Linked DNA regions of Danio rerio: region 2 is linked to region 1. Evidence: chromatin contacts called from public Hi-C data. All regions are on one chromosome and are shown on one strand. Each heading gives the region's core, a stretch centred on a gene start, on an enhancer-like site or on the middle of the called end of the contact. The rest is flanking DNA. Distances are from core to core; before and after follow the strand shown.

The links. Hi-C and Micro-C count contacts between places; a contact is called where the count stands out from the background.
Region 2: a contact with region 1 is called in a Hi-C map of embryo, with 4 times the contacts expected there. The contact joins two enhancer-like sites. A contact is called at or near these places in 6 of 18 Hi-C or Micro-C datasets (caudal fin, embryo and hematopoietic stem cells) and 1 of 4 datasets of contacts at active chromatin or transcription factors (caudal fin).

The regions. Positions count from the first base shown.
Region 1 is chr11:23,714,939-23,721,789 of GRCz12tu, forward strand. It overlaps a transcript of foxp4 not described here. Among named protein-coding and RNA genes, the nearest start is that of zgc:101564, 34 kb to the left of the region's middle. Within about 2 kb of position 2,478, at least 28 of the 62 cell types and tissues checked have an H3K27ac peak or open chromatin away from gene starts, as enhancers often do.
Region 2 is chr11:24,188,631-24,195,481 of GRCz12tu, forward strand. foxp4 (forkhead box P4) reads left to right here. Exons shown (of 18, transcript NM_001199491.1): 16 at 769-835; 17 at 5,099-5,271. Among named protein-coding and RNA genes, the nearest start is that of mdfi, 24 kb to the right of the region's middle. Within about 2 kb of position 2,886, at least 17 of the 62 cell types and tissues checked have an H3K27ac peak or open chromatin away from gene starts, as enhancers often do.

The DNA.
Region 1 (6,851 bases), core at 1,228-3,727:
TTGAAGTTAATTAATTTTCTAAAAGGACATATGACGTTTGTTCACTCTGAATAATAGCTGTCAATCTTTAGCTTACAAATCCTCATTTAAATCAACGAGAAGCCACACTGTCGTGCACGAGGACGCCGCTAATGTGAAATTAGTCAATTTAAATATTAAATGTAAATTTAAATTGTGCTAAATTTTCTTAAAAACCATGTACGCATATTAAATATTTTTAAACACGCGAATCACTGATTTATTTAGTTTTCAGCAAGACTTTCAAGTTGCTCACGCTGTATATTGATTTTGTACTGTAACTATTACAGTGGAGAAAATTGTATTTAGTAATTATGAAAAATATATTTCTATGATATTATGTTTATAGTTGTAATTTAAAAATGAGCCCAAAACGCATTTTGCATTAAATGTATCTATATGGCACGTTTAAGTTAACTAAATAAATTCCATATTTATATTTATCCATATTAATTTAAATACAGCGTTATTGATTTGCATATTCAGAAAGTGAATGTATCTATTTTCCCCAAAAATATTACACCGTTTTATGATTTGTAAGAATTCGTTATATTTAAGTATTTGCATGTACTCTGCATACCTCTCCTTAGCCTCTCAAATGTCTCAATTACACACCAAAATTATATTATTGTTATAATTTAGTATTTTGATTAGCTTGATTATACAGATTTACTCATGCACCTCACTCATTATGTGTTCAATGAATTGCATTATTCTTCCTCAAGTCAATTGCCATGTAAATACTTAGAAAGACATAATTTAGCGTATGAAGCGTGATGGACGTTTCTGATTTATTAATAAAAAATAAACGACATGCCACAACAGAAATTTGAACAGCAGACATTGACGTTCTTTATGAAGTAGATCCTAAATGTCACTGTATTCCTGATGGTCTTCTGTTTTAACATTTTTTTGCTGCTCCCTAAGAATAATGTAGTGCTAATCTCACCAGATGCTCTCCTTTATCTAAACAAACCTTTAATACTGCAGCAGCGTTTCGTAATTAAAGGGGTAATAGGCAGTAGGGGGGGCTTGGTTTTTTGTGGAGGGGGTTGGGTCTGTCGGTCATGTCTGTGCATTTGAATACATGTATCATGAATATGCATCTCTTAACCTAGAGCATTAGAGCTGCGTTTGGTCAGTGGATCCGTCTGATTAATGCAGGTTTTGCCTATGTGGTGATTTCAACTGCTGAGCGTTTCTTGATTACCACAGATATTATTTTTTATACTCTAAATATATGAATAGCACCCTAAATTAAATTATGAAAAACCTTCAACATCCATGACATATTTCACAAAAATAGTTTTTTTAATGTATAAATAGTGGGAAAAGTTGTTGAAAAGATCTTTTGACATAAAGGTTAACTTTGTGCAATTAACTGTATGCTTTTGATTTATCCTGGCATCTTTATTTTTAAGATTTGTAATAAATATATAATATTATTCGTTTTTTATTAGTGCAGTTAATTATACAGTTTGTGTTTATTCATTTATAAAGACAGTTTTAGTTCATTTGCTCAGCAGTGAAATGAACGGAGTGCGATTCTACTCGTAGCACAATTAAGTCTAATTTGAACACGATATAGTTAACCTTCAGAAAATTTCCACAGGGCTTTCATTAGTTGAAAAAGTATTAAATTCATTTTCGTCAAATTATTACTCTCTTCATAAGAGGGTGAAATAATCCTCGCTAATCACAATGTAATAAAACGTGTCATATTTTGTTGTACATTTGCTATTTCCATTTCTGATTCCCAACAGTCTACGTCAGGCCAAAATGTGCTAAAATGTGAAGCGTTCACATCTGTTTTCAAGCCTTTAGAGTTAAAGGGCATATTTGCTAAAATAGAAGAGAGCGAGAGAGAGAAAAGTAAAGTCAGTGAATAGCTTTCTCTACAGTTTAATATATATGTGACAAGTAATATTCTAAAACCTTCATTTAAAATCAGACGTAAACTTCACAAGGACAACGGAGGTGACATTTTTTGGGGCCAATTTGCAAATGTGTTTAATACCAAGACCTTCAAATTTAGATGACTTCAAACAGCATAAAACCAGAGTACAATGTATATTTGATTAAATTCCCAGCTTCAATTACAATGGCACACTTTCTTATTTTTCATTGCAATGCCAACATTGTTGTATTCGAATCAGTCAAATTTAATTGTAGCAAACGTCGTTGTTTAGAGTGGTTATGAAAAATGCCAGGGCGGTGGAGAAAATAGCCAGATTTTTCATCCCTGACAAATGCACTCTCGACAGTGATTGGCCATTTATATGTTCCTCCTCTGTGTTGCATTGTTTTGAAGTTTGTGTGTTCCCCTTTAAGAAGGGGGCTCTTTGCAGCTGAAGAATTTGCTCTCCTGTCGCTGTGAATGGGGCCCGGGCAGGAGCTTAGCGAGGGGCCCAATGTTTTGTTCTGTTACACTTCAATAGGGCGTCAAGCAGGGTTTGGGCCTGACAGCCTGTGGATTAAAGGCTCTTACCAGAATCTGTTCGCCCCACCCCCTGACCCGCGCACTCCAACAATAGCCTGAAAGAAACACATTCTTAACTCTTCAAGTACTAAGTTGTAATTTGCAGGTGGCTATAGCCTAGCAAGTCCCTATAGCCTATGACGATAAAGGTTATGGAGAAAAAAGAAAAAAAGGAGGGGGGAGAAGGTGTTAGTTGTCATCTATCTCCTATTTTTGGTTTACTCAAGTTAATGTGTACATTTAAGATATAAATGTGTTCATTTTGCTGTAATTTTTGGAAAGCTAATTTGACGGCGGCTTTGAATTCAGAAAGGTACATAGTGTTCTAATCCCTGCTATCTTTCCAAATTGCTAAAGATACACCGGATATCAACAGTTTGGGGTTTCGTGAAGCAGGCGTTGTTAACAATAGCCAGATGCCTCTTCCGAGCAAAACAGTGATGCTCCCAAGGGCTGTAGCGATGACAAACAGTTGTTGTTGCCTTTTGTTTTGACAGCACTTCCGAACCCTGGAGCCAGGAAGAAACAGACTGTTGTTGTTAAATATGTGACACGGAGAGATCTGGTTGACGGTAAAAACTAAGCCAAAAACACTTTCCTTATTTGTGTTTTATTTCGTGAGGAAGAAGTTGATTTAGATGTGTGTAATTTAGGTTGACCGCTAGGGGGAGCTATTTGAAAGTTGCTCAGGAGTGAAGCAGACGCACAGGTGAGGAAACGTAGATGGGGTTTAGTGTTTGTGTAAGAACTATTCTGAGTTCGTTTTTAAGAGGAGTTTTTATCTAAATGTTTACATGTCGGTTCTATGTTTAGTGTGGATGTTGAGGGATAAAAGCAGTCTTCAGTCATTCCTCAAATCAGCTGAAGTGTGAGTTGTGATGAAAATAACTGAAACGACCCAAACAACAGCACTTGGGAAAGTACATTACTCATTGAACGGTTTGGAAAAACTAACCCTGGTTTCTAAACCCTAAACTATAGGCTCTTTTGAATAATAAAAAAAAATTGATGGGTACAAAACTGTAAATAACTTTTTGAGATGTGGGGTCACCAGCGTTGTAATATCATAAATTGGCATTATCATATTATTAAATGTATTTTTAGACACTATTTTAAAACATAGCACTTGATTGATTTAGGTCAGTAGTTTACAGGCCTGTAGCCAGTCTGGTAAAAGGGGTGGTTCTTTTTTCTCAAAAAGTGGATATTTTGCAATTATACGCCTCATTTTCTAATTAATTATAACATTTAAAAACTGCATTTTAGTGACATTTTAAGCACTATTCTAAATGAGCTTTTTGAATGGTAATAGGATCATAACCAGACTGTTTCACTATTTTAGCCAAGTATGGGCTGTTTTTGGTGCTTCATAACTTTTAATTAGTCATTTTTTGTTTTAAAAAAAGTCAAAGATGTAGATTAAACTTGTAAAATGTTTTCTCCATTTAAAAACAATACAGTAGTGAAAAATGGATGTTGGACTCATGAAAAATATTTGTTAGCATTGTGTTTAGCGGAAGTTACACTGAAGCGACAGCCAACAGAGGATTCCTCTTGGTCTTAAAGCCTTTTTTGATGGGTATTTTCACCATGATGGCATAGCAGTCAAAATAGGACAAATAAAATTCTGGACCTTTGTCAGTGAGGGGTGGGTCTTCTAAACCCCCCAACCCCCCTGGCTATGGGCCTGGTATAATTGGTTGTTAGTATTGTAAAATCCTGTAAGTACAGATGAAGGAAAAAATGTAAGCCCTCCTGTGGAAGTTATTTTCCCTAGTGATGTTTAAGAGAAGATTTATTTCCTTATGCATTTTAAAATGTAACAATTTGAATAATTAATTTCAAATAATTTTGTCTTTGCCACAGTACATAATATTTGTCTAGTTATGTTGAAACTTACTGGTATTTAGCTTAGAGTGCAATTTAAAAGTTTTACTAAGTTAATTAATTAAATAAACTATAGGCAGAAAAATAAAATAATTACTTTTCGAAAAATAATTAAAAAAAAAATTTCTTAAGGGAGCTTTTAATATTGACCACAAAAATTCTATAAAAACAGATAAAAAAGACAAGAAATAATAAAAAAGGGTGCACTGTCACTGCACAACAAGAAGGTCGAGAAAGAAAGGTTGAGAAAAAAATGGTTGAGTCCCAGCTGGGTCAGCTAGCATTTCGGTTTGCATGTTCTACCCGTGTTGGTGGGTTTCCTCCGGGTGTTCCGGTTTCCCCAGTTCAAAGACATGCGCTATAGGTGAATTAAATAAATTAAAGTAGGCGTAGTTTATATGTGTGAATGAGTGTGTATGCGTTTTTCCCAGTACAGGATTGCAGCTGGAAGGGCATTATCTATGTAAACATTTCCTGGATAAGTTGGCGGTTCAATCCACTGTGGCGACCTCTGATGAATAAATATACTTAGCCAAAGGAAAATAATGAATCAATGAATGAATTATAAGAAGAAAAAAAAATATTGTAAATAATTTAAAAATTCCCTTGCTCAGTTAAACAACACCTAAAGATAATGAGATATTTGAAAAAGAATATGGGCTAATAATTTTTCCTTCAGTTGTATAATGTATGGATTGAAATGTGTCCAACAGCATGAAAAATGAATTTTAAATGTATCATAGGCCTTATTTTAGCATGTTACTCTCCATCAAAATAATCAAGGAAGTTGTCATTTTAATTAAACACCAACCAACCTAAACAATAGATATTTTCGGCCATGTCAATCAGAGTATTTTTTCCATCATGCAGAAATAAGTCTCTTCAGAGCAGTCCTGTCCAGAAGCTTTCTCTCTGTCGAGGTCCAGCAGAGAGGAGTCAGCCAGGTCAAGCCTCGCTCATCCTTATAGTCCCAGCCGGGTGTGTAAGACCAAACTACATCTGGCCAATGATTCAGAGTGTCAGAGAGCACGGCGCATACTCACACACACACACACACACACACACACACACACACACACACACACACACACACACACACACACACACACACACACACACACACACACACACACACACACACACACACACACATATGCTGAGAGCCAGTGCACCATATTGCTGCGCTTTACTTGTTGATCAGTTTGATCAAAATGAACGCTCTGTTCATTCAATGCCATATCTTCTTTCCACCATTTACCATCGTGCTTTGCGTTTATTATGGCCATGACTTTCGTTAAACTTTAAACAATTAATGAAGTGTTTTAAAAAAAAGGGGTATAGTAAGTTGCCATTATTCTTCTCACATTTCATTTATTGAGTATTAATATACTCAATAATATACTCAAATATATACTCAAATATACTATACTCAAGGCAATTAGTATTAGTCAATTACATATGATATATGTTCAAACTACTTTTTTAAAATGAGCTGAAACAACACACTTCTTGAGATTTTTTTTGGGACAACTTAATTGTTTAATGTTCAGTCCACCAAATTTGTTACATTTACTTAATTTGTTTTGGGACAACATTAATGAATTGGTAAAGAACCCTACATTTCCTAACACTGTACAGCAGAAATCACTATAATAATAATATTCTGATTTGCCGTTCTGATTATAAAATTATTGGCAGTCACTCATTAATAATTTGTTTAGTTTTTTGTATAATTAACTGTTTATAATTTTTTTCTGGTTCATAATTTTGTGAAAACTGATCAATTTAATCATTTATTTATTTAATGATGCTTTGATTAAAAGAAAGTTCAAAATAACAACATTTATTTATATCATTTTTTATGTGTTTTTTTTTTTACACTGGAATGAGTCTTAGAAGTAAATGCTTATTGTGTTTTATTTTTGAATGATAGAGTATCACAAAAAAAAAAGAAGCAGCAGGCCAACAATGAAAGTATAAAAAGTTTTTAAGTAATAGATCTTCATTTTAGAATGATTGACGTTGAAGACTGGAGTAATGATGTTGAAAATTCAGCTTTAAATCATGGGAATAAATTACATTTTGAGCTACATTTAAAAAGAAAACCGCTGTTATAACTATAATAATATATAAAAAAAGTTTTTGGGTTTTAGATCAAATTAATGCAACTTTCTTTATTAGCATGACTCTTGTAAAACACATTCATGTTGATCTCAAATATAAAACATATTGCTGATCATTAATTTTATTTAAGATTTTTTCTTTTTTCTTAAATACATTACAAATAAACCTATTGTATAAACATTGTAACCCCAACAATAAAGCAGAAAATACCCAAATAAATAAAACAACCAGGTACACTGTAAAAAACATTCGTAAATTAGGTTTTCTAATATTTTTGATTCATGTTTTCATTATTTGTGCTTTTGAATTGCATTATGAGACCTTGGTCTTTTATCTTACAACT
Region 2 (6,851 bases), core at 1,636-4,135, 470 kb after region 1:
TCAAACAGTTGGGTTAACACTCTAACCTTGCTTCAATATAGCATGATATAAGTAGCCTTACAGACCGAAACAGCAGACAGTTTGATGTCATACTAGTCAAGCCAACCTGTAAAACCCTGGATTAAAACTTCCCTCTTTAAGTGAACACTATTTATTGAGTGAAAGTCCCCAAAACATGCTTTTATTTCTGTAGCTAAAGCATGAGCTTGTAGGTCTGCTCTGTAAGTGAGGCTATAATCGTTATTGGCATGTATGATTACCCTAATGGGCTTCCCATCATTACCCTATTACTGACTCTCTAGTCAAAAGCACAAAGGTCTCTTTTGTGCCTCCCCTGCTTGTGTTTGGCAGTGCGCGCGTGCATGTGTGTGTGTGTTTGTGCGCCTGTGTGTTTTTCCCTTCTGTGTCTACACTGTTTAGGGTACATTGTGAGCAGATGCACTGCAAAAAAGCTTGCCTGCTTGCATTTGTACAAACAGATGTTACACGCCGTCTCAAGCTCTGCCAGAGAGACGACGGCAAATTACCCAGCCGACGGCCTGCACACCACATTACAGTGTGTGTGCGTGTGTGCAGTATATGCTGTGTCAGAATGCATGTGTTAGTCTCTATTGTTTAACTTTTCTATTTATCTCTTGTAAACAGAATAGTGCCTCAGCATTTTTCACAGGTTAAGGAGGGTTTTTTATCCACAGTTTGGTCTGGTGTGTTATGTTGAAATCCAGCGCATCTAATTCATCATCTTTTTTCTTTTCTTTTTGCTCCCAGAAGCCCCACTCTTGTGAAAAATATGATTTCTGGACTGGGATTTGGCTCACTGAATGCCAGCTATCAGGTGAGACTCTTACTTTTGAAAACTTTTTGTAAAATGTAGAACGTCTAGTTTGAGAGTTAATGATTCCTTCCTTTTCAGTAATTTGATCGAACTGATGTACAATGTAAATCACTGTAAATGATTCATTGATGAACTGGTTGGGATCTGAATGATTTTACTTAATAGTTATTGCAAACATTGGAAAAGATAAATGGAAAGATTTTTTGAGAATGTAATTTTATATTTTTCTCTAAGATATAAATTTGGGCTACTATTTTTTACTATTATTGTAATTTATTTTGTTAGATGAGCTCCAGATTTGGCTTCAGGACCGTATTATCCAATGTATATGCACAAATATAATATTGTATCCTATAGAAAATGTTAATTTAACTGAGAGATCTGTGGGGGTGTACTCATATATGCTGAGCACTGTATATGTATGTATGAACTATTTATTTATTCATGTTCATTTATATTCATTATTAGATTTTTTATTATATCTGTTTATATTTTTTACACTTGGACTTGTATTTATTTACTAATAAATAAATAAAAAAATTTAAAAAATATTATGGAGAACAAAACCTACAAAACATAAACAAATAAATCCACAAATTCCTGCATAAATAAACAATAAATAAATAAATATGCAAATAAATAAATAGATGTATATGTAAATCTACAAATTCCTGTATAAATAAAATAATAAATAAATAAATAAATATATGCATATATAAATATACAAATTCCTGCATAAATAAATATATAAATAATTAAAAGTACATAATAAAAAATGGGGGGTTGGGGGTTATATTTATTTATTTATTTCCATATTTATTTATTTTTTTTATTTATTTTTGCAGGAATTTGTGGATTTAATTATTAATTTATTTATTCATTTGCATGTTTTTGTCCTCTATAAAATATGACATAACATGTAAAATAACATTACAAATGACATTTACCATTAAAAAATAATAAACAACAGAATACAGTGAAATTGAATATATTGGTTATGAACTTTAAACTTTTGGGTAAATTCAAAATAGAAATGTATAGTTTCCTTTTTACCCAATATTCACTTTTTTGCATTCAAAATATTAATTTTAAGTAAAAAATCTGCCTTTTCATATTCTGATTTGTGATTGCGGTATTTTTGGTCTGGTTCATAGTCTGATCTGATTGATTTGTTATTGAGTCGATCCAAAATAAAATAAGTATGAAAAAAAAAATCTACATTTCACCCATTACTTTGGCATCAGCATTTCTAAACTATAATTCATGAAAGCTCTTAAATATTTTGTCTACTAAACATCAGCTAGAACTTGACATCTGAAATGTGAGCCGAACAGTCTTATAAGTTTATTTCAGTCATTTATTCTTGAATCTCCAAATCATTTTACAGCTCCTGGAAAAGAAAAGAAAAAATGTGAGAATCCTGCACAGATCAAGCACACAAGGGCACTGATAACAATTTCTTCCTCTAATTAGCTGCTTCTCCCAAACCTCCTCCGTTCTCCTCCCTCCATCGCACACGCAGCCATATGTGATTTATAGCGTCAAATATTTGTCAATGAAGGTCACAGCATAAAATTAGTGTCTGTCCTAGAAAATCTCCTGAATCCACCGGTGTCACCGCAACTCTCGTTCGGAGCGTTCGCAGCCCTGCTCTGAGTTTGTGCGTTTGTGTTTTCTCTGTGTGTGTGTGTGTTTTTTTTCCCTGTGTGACGAGACAGAGATGGATATGGGAGGTTAGCCTTTGTTAGCTTGCGTCCTGGTCTGGGTGTGTGTGTGTGGGTTTGTGTATGTGTGTGAGTGTGTGTGTGGCGCTCTGTCAGGTCTGTGCCCATCCATCTCCTCTCAGGACAAGCAGTGTCAGCGGCTGACAAACAAACAGCCCAGCTAATCACAGGCCAACACACATACACGCACACACACACACACACACACACACACACACACACACACACACACACACACACAGACACACACACACACACACACAGTTTCTCCGGCCTGGCCCAGTTTGTCCCACTCTGACCCTGCAGGCCATCTCTATGGAAATGGAACTGCTCATCCTGAAAAGGCCACACATAAACTAGCCTTTAACAAAAGAGCAGACACACAGTGTGCACAACAACAGCCTGACGAAGTGTGAGAGAATGATGTCTATCTGCTGAGTTTGTGTGTGTTTTAGATGGCAGTGTTAATCATACTTTTAGGGTAAATGTAACTAATTTTTATTAAATATTTGTTAATATTTACTTCCCCATTTGTTTAATAGCATTAAGAATTAAAAAAGTATGCATTACAAGTTTATAAAAATGTTGTTTTAATATGCAAATTATGGATTGGAATTAAATATGTACTTATTTAAAATCTGAATATTAGATCAGTCTGGTTCTTTATTATTTTTTTATGCATTAGAGTCAAAGGATTTTACAGAGTGTATAGTGGGATATTTTATCACTCCATAATTCAGAAAGAACTATGAACAGCTGGAAACAAAATTTAGAATAATAAATAAAATATACTTTTAGTCACTTTATGTATGGACAAATCTGTGTGTAAAATGCTTTAGAATACAGATATGAGCAAAACAAATTCACCTGCGCTGTTCATCTGAATTTAGTTAGTTAAGTTTTAGTTTATTTTAGTTTAAAACAAAAAATAGGCCTCATTTAGTTGACAACAGTTAAACTGTGCGTGAGCCTGATCATCTTTCTTGCCACCACTTGCTCTCTCTACAGAATCACTATGAATTTGCCTTTAACAATCTATTCTTGTCCTGTCTTTCTTTCTGTCAGCTCTCTCTCTCTCTCTCTCTCTCTCTCTCTCTCTCTCTCTCTCTCTCTCTCTCTCACTCTCTCTCTCCCTCTCTCTCTCTCTCTCTCTCTCACTATAATGAACTACATTTCATTAAGATGTCTAAATTAAGATATCCGAATGTATCATTTCCTTGAATAGATTTGTTATATTTTACTTGTACCCTTTTATTAATATAAATACAAAATATATATTGTGTTTTCTTAAATTTGTATCATCGTCATATGATTTGCATTGGGTAAAATAAACTAAATTAAAAATAAATATTTTATGAATTAAATATTACATATTTTTACTTTGTTTTAATTTAATATTTACTAAATAAAGAGTTCAAAGAATCAAATGGGTATTACCAAAAAAAATAATATGCTAAAACACTTATCATAACATATATACACACATTCAGTGGGTTAAAGATGTAGAGCACCAGAGTGTGTGTGCGCGTGTGGGGTTGTATATGTGTGAATGTGGTATCAGTGATCGTTCTGCACTGTTATATGGAAGTAAGGAGACCCCTAGTGGTGAAACAATCTAACCTGCTGCAACACTGCTGCCATTTTTTAACAACTTTAAAGACATTTAATAATGAAAATAAAAATAAAAAACAATTAAACTTAGAGTAATTTTCCTCAGTTTTTTAAAGGAAACTGTATTCACTTATCTTGACCCTTCACAGTGTTAAAAAAGAGATGCTTCATCCAAAATGTTATCACCATTTACTCAAACTCAAGTTGTAGCAAAACTTTGTGAGTTTTTTATCTTGTATAGAATAAAATGTAATCATTCAACCAATAATTAAACTTGTTAAAATAAGTGGTTTCTATTGTAAAAAAAAAAATTAAAATGTAATTAGTGCTTTTCTGAAGGAACTATCAAAAGAATTTTCGTCTTCTATCAATATTAGTTTCAGTGTATATTTTAGAATTTATTTTAATGTGTTAAATTGGTGTTTAGTCAACTTTTTAATGATCATTAATGTTAAAACTGGTTGTGCTGTCTTTGTTTTGATATTTCTCTAAAGATTGTTGCAGGTTATTATGTTTTAATTAAAGAGATATAATTAATTCCGACAATTGTAGCAATTTTGTCTTCTGATCTTCTTTCTGCTGAGCAATTAAAGTATATTTAAGTTGATTATTTTTGTAATAATAGAAATGTTCATATTCGGTACACTTAAATTGTTATTTGTTTTTAATATAGCAAACCTTTTTAAGTTACTTTATTTATCTTTATTTAATTTTTTCCCATTCTATTACATTCTAAAGAATATTGAAAACCATTGACTTCCAGCGGTTGATAATAAAATCAGTAGTTACTAGTTTCCATCATTCTTCAGAATATAATAGAATGGGAAAAAATTAAGGCAGATTTTAAAAAAGGACTGATGAGTAAATGTTCATTTTGGTTGACCTCTCCTCTTAACTTTTCTTAATGGTGTAATGTTGTGTTGTGCAGGCTGCGCTGGCGGAGAGCAGTCTTGGTCTTCTGAACAGCCCCACGCTGATGAACAACAGCACAGGTGCGAGTCTCAACATGCTGCACATTGGCCATGATGATGTCAGCAGCACCGTTGAACAAGTCAACAGTAACGGCAGCTGCAGCCCCGGCCTTTCTCCACATCAGTACGGGTGAGACTACTCAACTGATCTCTTGTACAGTTATGATAAAGCACGTGTGACACTGATGCTTTACCACAATCTCTGATTCTGATGAAAGTAACACTTCATTCAGAAGTTTGCTGTTTGGCTCATGAAACATTTTTATTATAATCAAAGTTGAAAACAGTTGTGCTCTCCTAATATACTATACACACACACACACACACACACACACACACACACACACACACAGACACATACAGTTGAAGTCAGAATTATAAGCCCCTCTTAGAATTTTTTTTTCTTTTTAAAATATTTTGCAAATGATGTTTACCAGAGCAAGGAAATTTTCACATTATGTCTGATAATTTTTTTTATCCTGGAGAAAGTCTTATTTGTTTTATTTCAACTAGAATAAAATCAGTTTTATTTTTATTATGGACCACTTTAAGGTCAAAATTATTAGCAATTTTTTTTTCCAACTGTCTACAGAACAAAGCATCATTATACAATAACTTGTCTAATTACCCTAACCTGCCTAGTTAACCTAATTCACCCAATTAAGCCTTTAAATCTCACTTTAAGCTGTATAGAAGTGTCTTGAAAAATATCTAGTCAAATATTATTTACTGTCATCATGGCAAAGATAAAATAAATCAGTTATTAGAAATGAGTTATTAAAACTATTATTTTTAGAAATGTGTTGGAAAAATCTGCTCTCTGTTAAACAGAAACTGGGGAAAAAATAAACAGGGGGGCGAATAATTCAGGGGGGCTAAAAATTCTGACTTCAACTGTATGTATTACTTTATATAGTTGATGGTAAAATTATTAACCCTGTTTGAGCTGGAAATCACTCTTTTCTATCATTGATATCTCTGTCATTGTTAAATAAAATGTTTAAAGAGCACTATTGGGTAAGTTACTTATAGGTTACTAATATATAGGTTACTGATTTTCTACTGGAAAACTGTAATCTGATTACATTAGTAATTACTTCATGTAAAAAGTAATCCGATTACTAATTACTTTACTTTGAAGTTACTTTTAAAACACATAAAATATACCTATAATAACACAAAATAACCTGCAGCTCTTGGTTCATTTAATAGTCATTTAAGGATAGTCACTAGGAAACATTACAATGGGTTGATCCCAGCAGCTTTACATATTCAAAAGACTTAAAGAACCCAAAACTTAAAATTCTCTCATCATTTACTTGTTGCAAACCTGTGGTCTCACCTGCTTTTTGAACACAAAATAAGACTTGAAGAAAACTGTACACCTGTAAACATTAACATCCATTATATGAAAAAGCACTGCAGTGTTTGTGTGTTCTGTGTTTGTCTGAGGTAATTAGTCTACCCAAATGTGTATATTCCATACAAAGTATGAAGCTGACCAGTCAGTTCTTGTCCTGGGCTTGCGGTTTTCAACTGGGTGTGCAAGTTAAATGTGAGCGCGTTCAATATGCACTCCCAATATGAACATAGGACGCGTACCTTGATTGTAATTAACGAATTTGTGGGCTCAAAAGACACGATATGTGAATGGCCCCATAAGCAGCTACACTTCTCTCCCGATCCTGCACAAAAAGTTGGATTGTCATG